Linked DNA regions of Sminthopsis crassicaudata: region 2 is linked to region 1. The links are chromatin contacts, called in public Hi-C maps. All regions are on one chromosome and are shown on one strand. Each heading gives the region's core, a stretch centred on a gene start, on an enhancer-like site or on the middle of the called end of the contact. The rest is flanking DNA. Distances are from core to core; before and after follow the strand shown. Region 1 holds the start of CDK2AP1 (cyclin dependent kinase 2 associated protein 1). Region 2 holds the start of DDX55 (DEAD-box helicase 55).

Region 1 (5,161 bases), core at 1,647-4,146:
GAAGTGAGTTGGATCTTCTTTATGTTGAAGATTTCCACTTCCATCAGAATACATCCTCATACAGTATTGTTGTTGAAGTGTATAGTGATCTTCTGGTTCTGCTCATTTCACTCAGCATCAGTTGATTTAAGTCTCTCCAGGCCTCTCTGTATTCCTCCTGCTGGTCATTTCTTACAGAGCAATAATATTCCATAACCTTCATATACCATAATTTACCCAACCATTCTCCAACTGATGGACATCCATTCATCTTCCAGTTTCTAGCTACAACAAAAAGAGCTGCCACAAACATTTTGGCACATATAGGTCTCTTTCTGCTCTTTAGTATTTCTTTGGGATATAAGCCCAATAACAGCAATGCTGGGTCAAAAGGTATGCACAGTTTGATAACTTTTTGGGCATAGTTCCAAATTGCTCTCCAGAATGGCTGGATTCTTTCACAACTCCACCTGGTTAGTTTTCTTGGGGTGCTGAGAAGTTTAGGCAAGTGACCCAGGCCTGGACAATCAAAGTGGGATTTGAACCCAGCTCCTCCTGCCTTCAATAGAACATGTGCCTCTCTTGTACTCCTTCCTTAATGGCCTGGCTTTGACGACATTGGAAGTATTTTTTAAAATACCAACAGTTTTTTTTAATTTATCCTGTAAACATCTTGTCTAAGCGCAGTCGATCCCTCTTTCTCTCCCACTCCATTGGGAATTCTGTGAGAGCCAGGATCGCTTTTGCCTCTTTGTATTTCAGATACCTAGAATTGTGCCCGGCGCATAGTAGGAGCTTAATAAACATTTATGAACTGGCTGACTTTGTCCTCCTGCTCATTCATCTCCTCCCCCAGGGAACTTGGAATTTCCTCTTTGCCTTGAGGGCACCGTCCCGGCCGGGAGAGCTTTTTCTTAGTTCCCTCCGCTCCCCCAGAGCAGAGGGCTCTGAATGTGTCAGCCTTGATTTAAGCCTGCCAGGAAGGAGCAAGCCCCTGCCTCCCCTGCATGTGCTAGGCCAAGCTGGGCACTGGCTGTCCTTGCCCTTGTACCTCCTCAGTCTTTGTTCTGGTCAGGCTGTTCTCTCCACCCAGCGTGGCCTTCCCTCCCTGCTCCGCCAGTGACTCTCATCCGTCTCTCCCTCATCCTCCTCCCTCTGGGAGCAGAGCCTCCATGAGCCATGTCTATCAAGTAATATCAGTGGTTTCCCGCAAGCCTCAGGGTCTCAGTGTGTGCCTGCCATTGTTCTGTTTCTCTTTTATAATGTTAGAATATCTTCCATAATATTCTACTTATTAGGACCACATTTAACAGCTGACACCCAGGTAGCACCTTAAGGTTGACTTAAGTGCTTTCATTCATTCTCTGGAATGAATGAATGAATAAATGAGTACAGAGGCACTTAAAATGTCTGTCCCTGTGCCAAATACTTTACTAAAGCAGAAGATTCATAGAAAAAGTGAAATAGTGCCTGCTGGCCAAGAGGGAAGGGGTAGAGGGAAAAAAGGAAAGGAAACAAGCATTTATTAAGCACCTATGTGCTAGGCACTGTGTTAATTGCATTTACAAATATTTGATCTGACCCTTAAAACAACCTTGGGAGGTAGATGCTATTATTATTCCCATTTTCCAGGTGAGGAAACTGAGGCACATGGAGGTGAAATACCTTGCCAAGGGTCACATGGCTAAGAAGTCTCTGAGGCTGAATGTGAACTAGGGGTCTTCCTTTAAGGCCAGTGTATCAACCAACTGCCTCCGAGTTCATTCTTTTTTTTTTTTTTTTTTTTAATTGTTGAGGCAATTGGGGTTAAGTGACTTACCCAGGGTCACACAGCTAGAAAGTGTCTGAGGTCAAATTTGAACTCAGGTGCTCCTGACTTAAGAGCTGGTGCCCTATCCACTGCATCACCTAGCTGCCCCTTAGAGCTCATTCTAATGTAAAAAAGCAACACAGAAGAAAAGGTCAGCTCTTGGATGGAAGGAGAGGTGAGACCATCAACAATGCAAGGGGGTTTTGGGGGAGTGAGTAAATCGGGGGGGAGGGGTCTGGAGAGCATGTACATGTGCACACTGCTTCTTCCCCTAAGAGTGGAGCTCCTTGAGGGCAGGACCCTGTTTGTTTCTATTCCCATCACACATCACAGAGCGGGAGCAGAGGACGGGGTGGAATAAATGCTTGTTGACTGACTGAGCCTCACAAGCACCCAATGAGGAATGGGCTACAATACTACTTATGGCTCTGCAAACAGTGCTAGCTTTCAACCAGAAAGATGTGGATTCAGCTTCTGGGGAGACACAAAGTAAGGAGCGTAAGTACTAACTCACGGAGAATGTTCTGTAAAGCACTTCGCACACTGTAAATAAGCACTTATTCCTTACTTTCTCTCCCCCTTCTTCTTTTAAGACTTAACAGAACAGTACCCAGCCTTCTAGTCTAATTAGACACCCTCCGTGACCTGGAGGAGGCCTGAGAGGTTGTGCCTTGGTCACTCCTTCACAGGCCTCAGCGGGCCTAGAGGCTGGAGCCGAGACCCCCGTCACCTGCTCATTGCTTTTGAACCTCATGTGTAGGCCCACTCTGGACCTGGGACCAGGACCATGTGATTAAGGGCTGGTGCCAGGTCCTCCCGAACTGTGCAGGCCTGGGTCTCTCTGTGCTGGATCTTGGGCCTCTTTCTGTCTTGGGGCACGGAATACAATAGGGAGACAAACCCTGCTCTCCTAAAGTCTCCTGGGGAGCCCTAGTCTGGGCTCCAAAAACGGCTCACTGGCTTTCTCCATGTGGAAGAGTAGCCCAGGGCTTTCTCCAGTATCCAGGCAGAACAGCACAGCGGTTAGAGTGGCTGGCCTTGGAGCCAGAAGAACTGGCCCAGCTTCCTTCCAGCTCTAAGTCCAGATACAATCATCGTTGCCGGCTGTCTTCTGAGCACTGTAGATATCCCCCACGCAACTTCTCCAAGACAGAACTTTGTCTCTCCCATCACCTCCTCCAAGCTCCCCTCTCTCTGCCCCCTAGGCTTGCGCAGTCGACACCACCCTCCGCTATTCTCCTTCCTTCTGTCTGCAATGCTTCCTTGCGTTGTCATTTCTCCCTGAGCCTCAGTTCTTTATCTGTAAAGATCTGTAAAGAAAGAGAGTTGGACCTGAGAGGTTTTTGGTTCTTTCTATATAATCTTGAACTCTCCTGCATTCACCCCCTTCTCTGCCCTCCCCCAGCCCCCACCGTGTTCTTGCCTGATCATTGCAATCTCCATTCCTCATTCGCCCCCGTGGCCTGCTCCTCTCTAGGATGAAGTCCAAGTTACCTCGTGCTCTAGCCCCAGGTTCCCTCTCCTGCATGCCAGCCTTGCATCAGCCCCTGCAGCCCTCTGCCTGGCTGTCCCCCGTTCTGGGAATGTTCTCCCTCTTTAGCCCCGGTTCTTAGGGCACCAAACTTCCTTCGGCGCCCAACCCAAGCACTGCCCCCCTCCCCTGCAGGAAGACCATCCTGCCCCTCTCAGGCCCTGGTCCAAGGTCTCTGCCTCATAACCATGGCTTGATTGACAGCTCTTTGAGGGCGGGGGCAATCACATAACAAGCACTTAAAATGTTTATGGACTGATTGATTTTGTGTTTAATTATCTCCTTTTTGTTTCTTTCAGTCATGTGTTGACTCTCTGTGGCCCCATTTGGGGTTTTCTTGTCAAAGATACTGGAGTAGTTTGCTATTTCCTTCTCCAGTCCATTTTACAGATGAGAAAACTGAGGCGAAAAGGATGAAGCCGGCTGGCCAAGGTCACTAGCTTCTAAGTGTCTGAGGCAGGATTTGATCTTAAATCTGGCACTCAGCACTCTGGCGCCACCTAGCTGCCCATATACAGAAATATGTACACATATTAATAAAAATGAGACATAAGGTTTGTCAAGTGTTTTTTGATTGGTTGTCCCAACAACCTGGGGAGCAGGTACTGTTATTGTCCACATTGTATAGAAGAGGAAACTGAGGCAGGCGGAGGTGAAGTCGCTTGTTCCGGCCGCAGGGCTATCTGAGGGGAGACTCGTGCAGTGTTCCACCTCCCAGCCTGGGTGACCCCGAGTATTCTCTACGCTGACGCTTCTCATACTTCCCCAGCTCCTCCGGGGCCTGTGCCCCTCACACAGCCAGCTGGCGGCTGGGCACAGAGACACGGATGTTTCACGGGCATCTTCGGCTCAGCGTGTCCGAAGCGGAGCTTGTTCCGGGCTGGGAGACCCAGACACGGGCAAAAAGCCAGGCCCTGCTCGAGGAGCTGACCGTGTGGGGAGGGGGCGCCACAGCCAGGTTGGGGGCACCCAGTGTCAGGAGAATTCCTGAGGGAGGCCTGGCAACACATGGTGCGGTTCTCTGCGTCTCATTCTTGAGAGCCTTTCGTGCTTCCTGAATTGACTCCCCCATGTGTCTTAGCCCCGTCCTTCTGAACCCCCGAAATTCAGGGTGCCCTGCAGGCGAAAGGGGCCTCACGTGCTGTTCCGTCAAGAACTCTAGAAAGGGTTAATTAGTCCCTTCGTCCCAAGGTTCCCGTCATTTCCACCCCAACAGACCATTGTCTGTACTCAAGGATCGGATACAGAATAGAATTTATTGCACCCTGTCCCTTCTGAAGGCAAGCCTTTCTACATTGTAGCTACCCTAGTGTCCAGCCCGGTAGATATACAGAGATGGTATTCTTCCTCCCCTTTGCCCCTTTTGTAACAACCTCTTGCAAGATAGTGAGTAAATACATTCTTTGGTAAGTTTGTGCTGTCCTTAAATAAAAGTATGTTGCTATATTTTAGTAATTTCTTTTTCTTTTCTTTTTTTTGCTGAAGCAATCGGGGTTAAGTGACTTACCTAGGATCACACAGCCAGGAAATGTTAAGTGTTTGAGGTCAGATTCAAACTCAGGTCCTCCTGACTTCAGGGCTGGTATTTTAGGGGGCACAGTGGATAGAGCAACAACCCTGAAGTCACGGAGATAGATGGGTCCCACGGATCCCTTCAATGTCTCTTCTGGGAGGTAGACACCAGTTGGAACTTGAAACCAGGTACATGGCAGACACGGGCACTTTGGGTCCTCCATCCAAAGCAGGAGCATATTTCCCAGGGCCTCCATGCTCACATGAGGAAAATGGGGGGTGTTTACAACTTGTGAACATCCCTTTAGCCTTTCACCTGTTAAACCCTG
Region 2 (5,404 bases), core at 2,775-5,274, 250 kb before region 1:
CTTTACACAACAGACTTTCAAATCCTTGAAGATAGGTAGGAACAGGGAACACTGATGTTGAAGGGAAGGAAGAGAATCTAAAATTCTATATCACATATCACATTCCCCCTCCTCCACTAAAATGGTAACTTTTTCAGGCAGGGAAATCTATAACTGGAAAATACTTGGCAAAGCTATCAGCATGCGTCTCCGAAAGAAAGCCAACAGGGGGAGCTGCAGGATCTAAATTAAACCTTTATCAGAAAGGAAAAGCATCTTTCTGACCTAGCGATCTAGTTCCACTGTCTAGCCATCAAACAAACTAATAAGAAAAGAAACTGTCAATCCTAGCTATCCCCACAGCCAGACCCATATTCAAAATAATACTGATCTTGCTCAGCAAAGCATATGACATTTCACCCAAAGCTTCCTTGAGAGATCGTATAAGCCAGGTATTTATTCTTCCCCCCCCCCCCTCCCCGAATGTGTGGGGATAGAACAAGGACTTTGTTCAGAAATGACTCTCAGGCACTGAGGGCTAATTATTGCCTTTTATTCAGTAGGCACCCAATAAAGGAGTAATAGCTGAATGAGTCAAAAAAAAAACAAAAAAACAAAAAAACAAAAAAACTCATGTACTGCAAAGAATATCAGGCTCTCCTATCTAAATGATGCGTGCAGATACCAAGCTACAAGTCTCATTTTCAAGGCACAATAAGCCAATTCCACAACGTGTCTCATCCATCACTCCTGATCCCAAGAATCTTTCTAAGAAAAGCCAAAGAGTCCCTTTACAAAGCCTGGAAAGCTCCTCACCATGTAGTAGTTCTCCAGACGACTGGGGGTCTTCTGGGTGTTGGTGGCTGCCACCCCCTTTTCTTTCACTGAAATCCGGACAGGATTCCGAAGGCCAGCTCTCACCAGGTTCTCAACCTCTTGAGTCTGAGTGGCAGAGAAGAGGCCTGTTCTCCTCTGCTTTGGCAAAAATTCCAGAATGGTGTTTATACTGGGAATAGAGACCAAAAAGTCAGCATCCTGAGAACACTGAAGCAGTAATGCTTCTCAAAGAGTAGCAGAGGCTTTTAGAAAGATTTTAAAAATTCAATCCAAAGAGACAAAGAAAAAGTTGAAACCAAAATTTCACAGGAAGATACAAAGCATCAAGCAGTCCCAACAATCTTAATCCTGATGTCATTTTAAAATGACAATAGAGAACTTAGTCAAAAATCAAGAGAAAAAAAATGAAGATTAATTCAGAGTAGTTCTGGTGCAAAGTACCTGGCTTCAAACCCCATGTCCAAAAGGCGGTCTGCTTCGTCCAATACTAGGACATCAAGGGACTTCACACAATTTGCCAAATCCAAACCTTCAGCCTTTCTCCTGAACATGTCCTCCAAGCGGCCTGGAGTGGCAACTATGATGTTTCCACTTAGGAAAGAAAAAGAAATGGCGTCTCCCTTGACTTTGCAGCATTCATCAGTATGATCAAAAATCCAAGGAAACTTACATGCTCAAATATTCATCTAAGCCCAGTTAAAAAAAACAATACCCAATTGGGGCAACTAGTTGGTATAGTAGATAGAGCACCAGCCTTGAAGTTAGAAGAACCTGAGTTCAAATCTTGTCTCAGGCACAATACTTCCTGGCTGTGTAACCCTCAGCAAAAATAATAATATCCAGTCTATGATTTGTTAACAAATAAAGCAAGTCAACAGTATAAATCTGTACCTCAAACCTGTTGAGCTCTAGAGGGACAGTGAAGGGAGAGAAAGTAGGAAGAGGAATAAAGTCTCCCCCCCTTTTGCCAATATTATTCTGTAAAAGGACTCATCTTCAGGGCTTTATAGAAAGGTGGCAAAATATAAATTTAAAAGGGAAAATTGTTCTAGGGATAAAATTACTAAGAGGGAGAAAATACAAGGAAGAAGCAAGCTGGGCCCCAGGAGAGGGAGGAGGGAGGTATCCTGCATCAAATGAGACAGCAGTTCTTCCTATGTACAAGAATATGAAGTGAAAGGGATAAATAAAGCCAACTCACCCTTGTTCTTTGAACCTCTCAACATCTTCTCCTGGGTTCCTACCCCCAATTAACAGAATCTGGCTAAAAAAAGAAAAAAGACTCAGAAAAAACAGGCAAAATAGAAATTTGTTTTTAATTAATAGTGTAAATGCAAGGTACCTAAATTGTGGGAAGTGCTTAGAAAAATGTAGCAGCACTTCACTGATCTGGATGGCGAGCTCTCTCGTGGGTGTGATGATGATAGCTCCAACCTACACAGCAGGAAAAAATCTTTGACTTCACAGAGTGAACAATATGGAATTAATAATAACTGGCATGTCCAGCATTTTGAAGAAAAAGTTTTTGAGGCATGTTACCCCATCCCATCCTCACAACTATCCTGTGAGGTGAAGGCCAAAGCTTGGATCACTTATTTTAGAGGCAGGTCTTCCTATATAGTTGTTGACTACACTCCCAGCGCTCAGTATCAAGTCTTCCCACACATCTGTCAAAATTCATGCTGAAGGAAACCACAATAAGGGGGAAACTCACAAGAATCATATATATCACTGCTTCAAGTGGCTGCTAGGACTCAAATCGTTCCATTTATTATAGGCTTCCAACATTCAATATAATTTAATTCAATGTGATTAACTGAGCCTCAGTGTTTACTGAACACAATGTTGGCTATTGGAGAGAAATCAAAATTCACCCAAGATCTAGTTCCTACACATTGGTTCACAGTCCAGAAGAGGGATCCAGGTCACATGCACCCAGATGACAGCACAAAATAATGCAGCAAGTGTGTTCCAGAAGAACCAAGCCCAGGGCTATGTGAGGACACAACACACCTTCAGCAGCGATTACAATCCAAGCTAAGAACTGATGGTGACCAATGATGCAAGTATCATTTTACCTGCATTTTTTTTAACTTCTCTTCCCTCCTCAGCAGAATTTGCAGGATAGGAATGACAAAAGCCAGTGTTTTGCCGCTCCCTGTGACCTATATAGAGAACAAAGAAATTTGGGGTTCTTTAGTCAAAGGTCTTTTCTCTATTGTAAAAAAAAAAAAAAAAAAAGCCTGAGTAAAGACTTCGGAGAGTACTCACAGCTTCTGCAGCCACATCTTTGTTTTTCATAAAGAGCGGTATGGTTGCAGACTAGAGGAAAAAGAAGAACTATTTAAACACTCGGAACCTCAGAGGATGAGAAGGCAGATTTGGGGATCACCTCGTCCCACCCGGGAAGAGAGCTGACCCACCGAGGTCAGTGGCGAAGGCCAGGCCGTGGGGGGCTCCTACGCTGCCGCGGGCCCTCCCTCCTCCTGGGGCGGCTCTAGAAGAGGCGAGGCTGCCAGCTCTCTTCTCTGGCACAAACCGCAGGCCCGGGACGCTCTGCCCACTCTGCCCAAAGGCGTTAATCGTCCGGGCCGGACACAGACGTCTGCCCCGCCCCCTCTCAGCTTCCCGGTCCCGCTCTTCACACTTTCGGGTTTGCTATAACTCTGTCAAAGGCACTTTACACGAGTCCGAAGGCCGGATTCGACAGATGAGGAAACTGAGGCCCGGGGTGGAAAGTGGCATCATCACCTCGTCCTACAGCCCCTCGCAGCCTTCCGTGAGAAGGCTCCACAGCCCGGGCCAGTCACTGACAGCGGCTGGAGTCCCCGGACAGCCCACCGAGCCCAGACTCGGGATTAGCAGAGCCGCGGGGCGCGGGAAGGAGGCCGGAGACCCTTCCCGGGGCTCCCGCTCGACGCCGCCCGAGGCTCCGTGCAGGGGCATCCCGGACGGGGGCGGCTCCCCTTCCCCCCATGGCTCCCGGCCCACCGACCTGCACGGGCGTCATGCGGGGGAAGTCGAGCTCGCGCAGAGCCGCCAGCACCCCCGGGTGTAGCGGCACAGGCAGCGTCTCCCAGGCGCCTTCCGTCACATGCTCCATCCCGACTCAGTAGTAGAAGACAGCTGCTCTCCTCACTCCCCCGCGGCCCACATCCGCTTCCGGCGGGGCGCTTCTCTATGGCCCCGCGGAGCGCGGCGCACCGAGACCGAAGGTTCCGCGTCGGGGTGACGTTACGCGCCTGCGCAGAGCCGCCAGTGCCGGCTACCGCTTTCGCTGGCTGCCTGGAGCGGAGGCACGAGGTCTGAGGTATGCCCCGCCCCCAGCCTCGGCTGCCTCCAGCGGCGGCTCGGGCCTCTAGCGCTCCCGTACCAGCCGCTACCGAAGAAAGTCCCAGTAGTTCTTGGGCGTAATTGGAAAGTTAGCCGGGCACTTAATTCTGTGCCCGGAATTCTGCAGGACCCGGCTGTGCAGCCAGAGAGCCGCCTTTAGTGCAGAGTTGCTTTGTGCGTTTGGGAGGGTCATTTAACCCGAGCTTCTGCTTCCTCCCCGCCAAAGTGGGTCAATAACTCCCCCCCCACCGCCCCCCGTGGGTGAGGCTCAAAGCGCTGCGTTCCCGCCAGAAGTAATTACTAACTCTCCGCACCCCGGGCTCCTTGTGCCCAAAGGCAGACGAACGTTTGTCTCTGCTCGCCAGAGGAGGAGCAGAGGACTTGGGTCTGGACGTCTCAGCTCCGCGGCTTCCAACCCGTGAGACTTCCACGAGAAAGCGCTTTACGATCGTTCTTCCCGTTGCACGGAGGCCAGACCGAACTGTTTCGGACTTGGCTCGAAGACCTCCCGAGAGGGGGGAAGCCCTCGCCTCCCCAGCAGCCCATTTCCCTTCCAAGACGTTTTCCCGGCTGCAGTGCTGAGATCCCAGGTGTCGGCATTCCAACCCTCCCCGCATCTGCAGATCGCAGCCCGCACGCCGCCCGGTCCCGGGGCCACTCCACTCATCCTCTTCCTCTTCCCTAAAGCCACCCAGACGCACGGGTGGGGGTGGGGCCCCGGCTCCTTCGGGGTTCCTTCCAATGGAACACAGACGCAGGGTTCATTGCTCCTTACTACTGAGACCAGCCCATCCATTTCTTCCATACGGGCTTTGGCACCTTATATTATTGCTGGGTCACCAGGGGGTGCAGTCTGCTCACACTCAGCACTGACCTTGCGATGAGCCTCAGTCCTTCAGTTATCCCTTCAACTATCTGCTGTCAATAAGCATGCCCCCGTGCCCCCCTCCTCCTCCTCCAAAAAGCTCACATGCACCCGCCAGCCCAGCGGTCACCTACACCTTGGAGAGGTGGAGCTCTGGGTGCCTCCTCTTTATTCATTTTAACTCCTCCCCGTAAGACTTGCGACACCTTCATCCTCCTCCAAAGCTCCTAATGATGTCTTAGGTGTCAAAGCTAAGGGCCTTTTGGCAGTCCTCATACTGCCCAGACACCCTCAATAAACCTCTTGTGGTACTCTTCCAAGTATCAGAGACGCCATTCTCTCCCAGTGTCTCCTTCCTACAAGACCACACCATGCGGAAACAGACCAGGG

The links. Hi-C and Micro-C count contacts between places; a contact is called where the count stands out from the background.
Region 2: a Hi-C map of fibroblasts shows a contact between it and region 1, with 5 times the contacts expected there. The contact joins the promoter of DDX55 here to the promoter of CDK2AP1 in region 1. A contact is called at or near these places in 2 of 2 Hi-C or Micro-C datasets (fibroblasts and hippocampus).

Annotation. Positions count from the first base shown.
Region 1 is chr1:34,103,865-34,109,025 of ASM4859323v1, reverse strand. CDK2AP1 (cyclin dependent kinase 2 associated protein 1) reads left to right here and starts at 2,896. Exons shown (of 5, transcript XM_074298963.1): 1 at 2,896-2,909.
Region 2 is chr1:34,357,431-34,362,834 of ASM4859323v1, reverse strand. It overlaps DDX55 (DEAD-box helicase 55), which reads right to left and starts at 4,024. Exons shown (of 14, transcript XM_074299151.1): 1 at 3,812-4,024; 2 at 3,088-3,138; 3 at 2,895-2,981; 4 at 2,159-2,250; 5 at 2,018-2,080; 6 at 1,258-1,407; 7 at 796-985. The coding sequence starts at 3,919.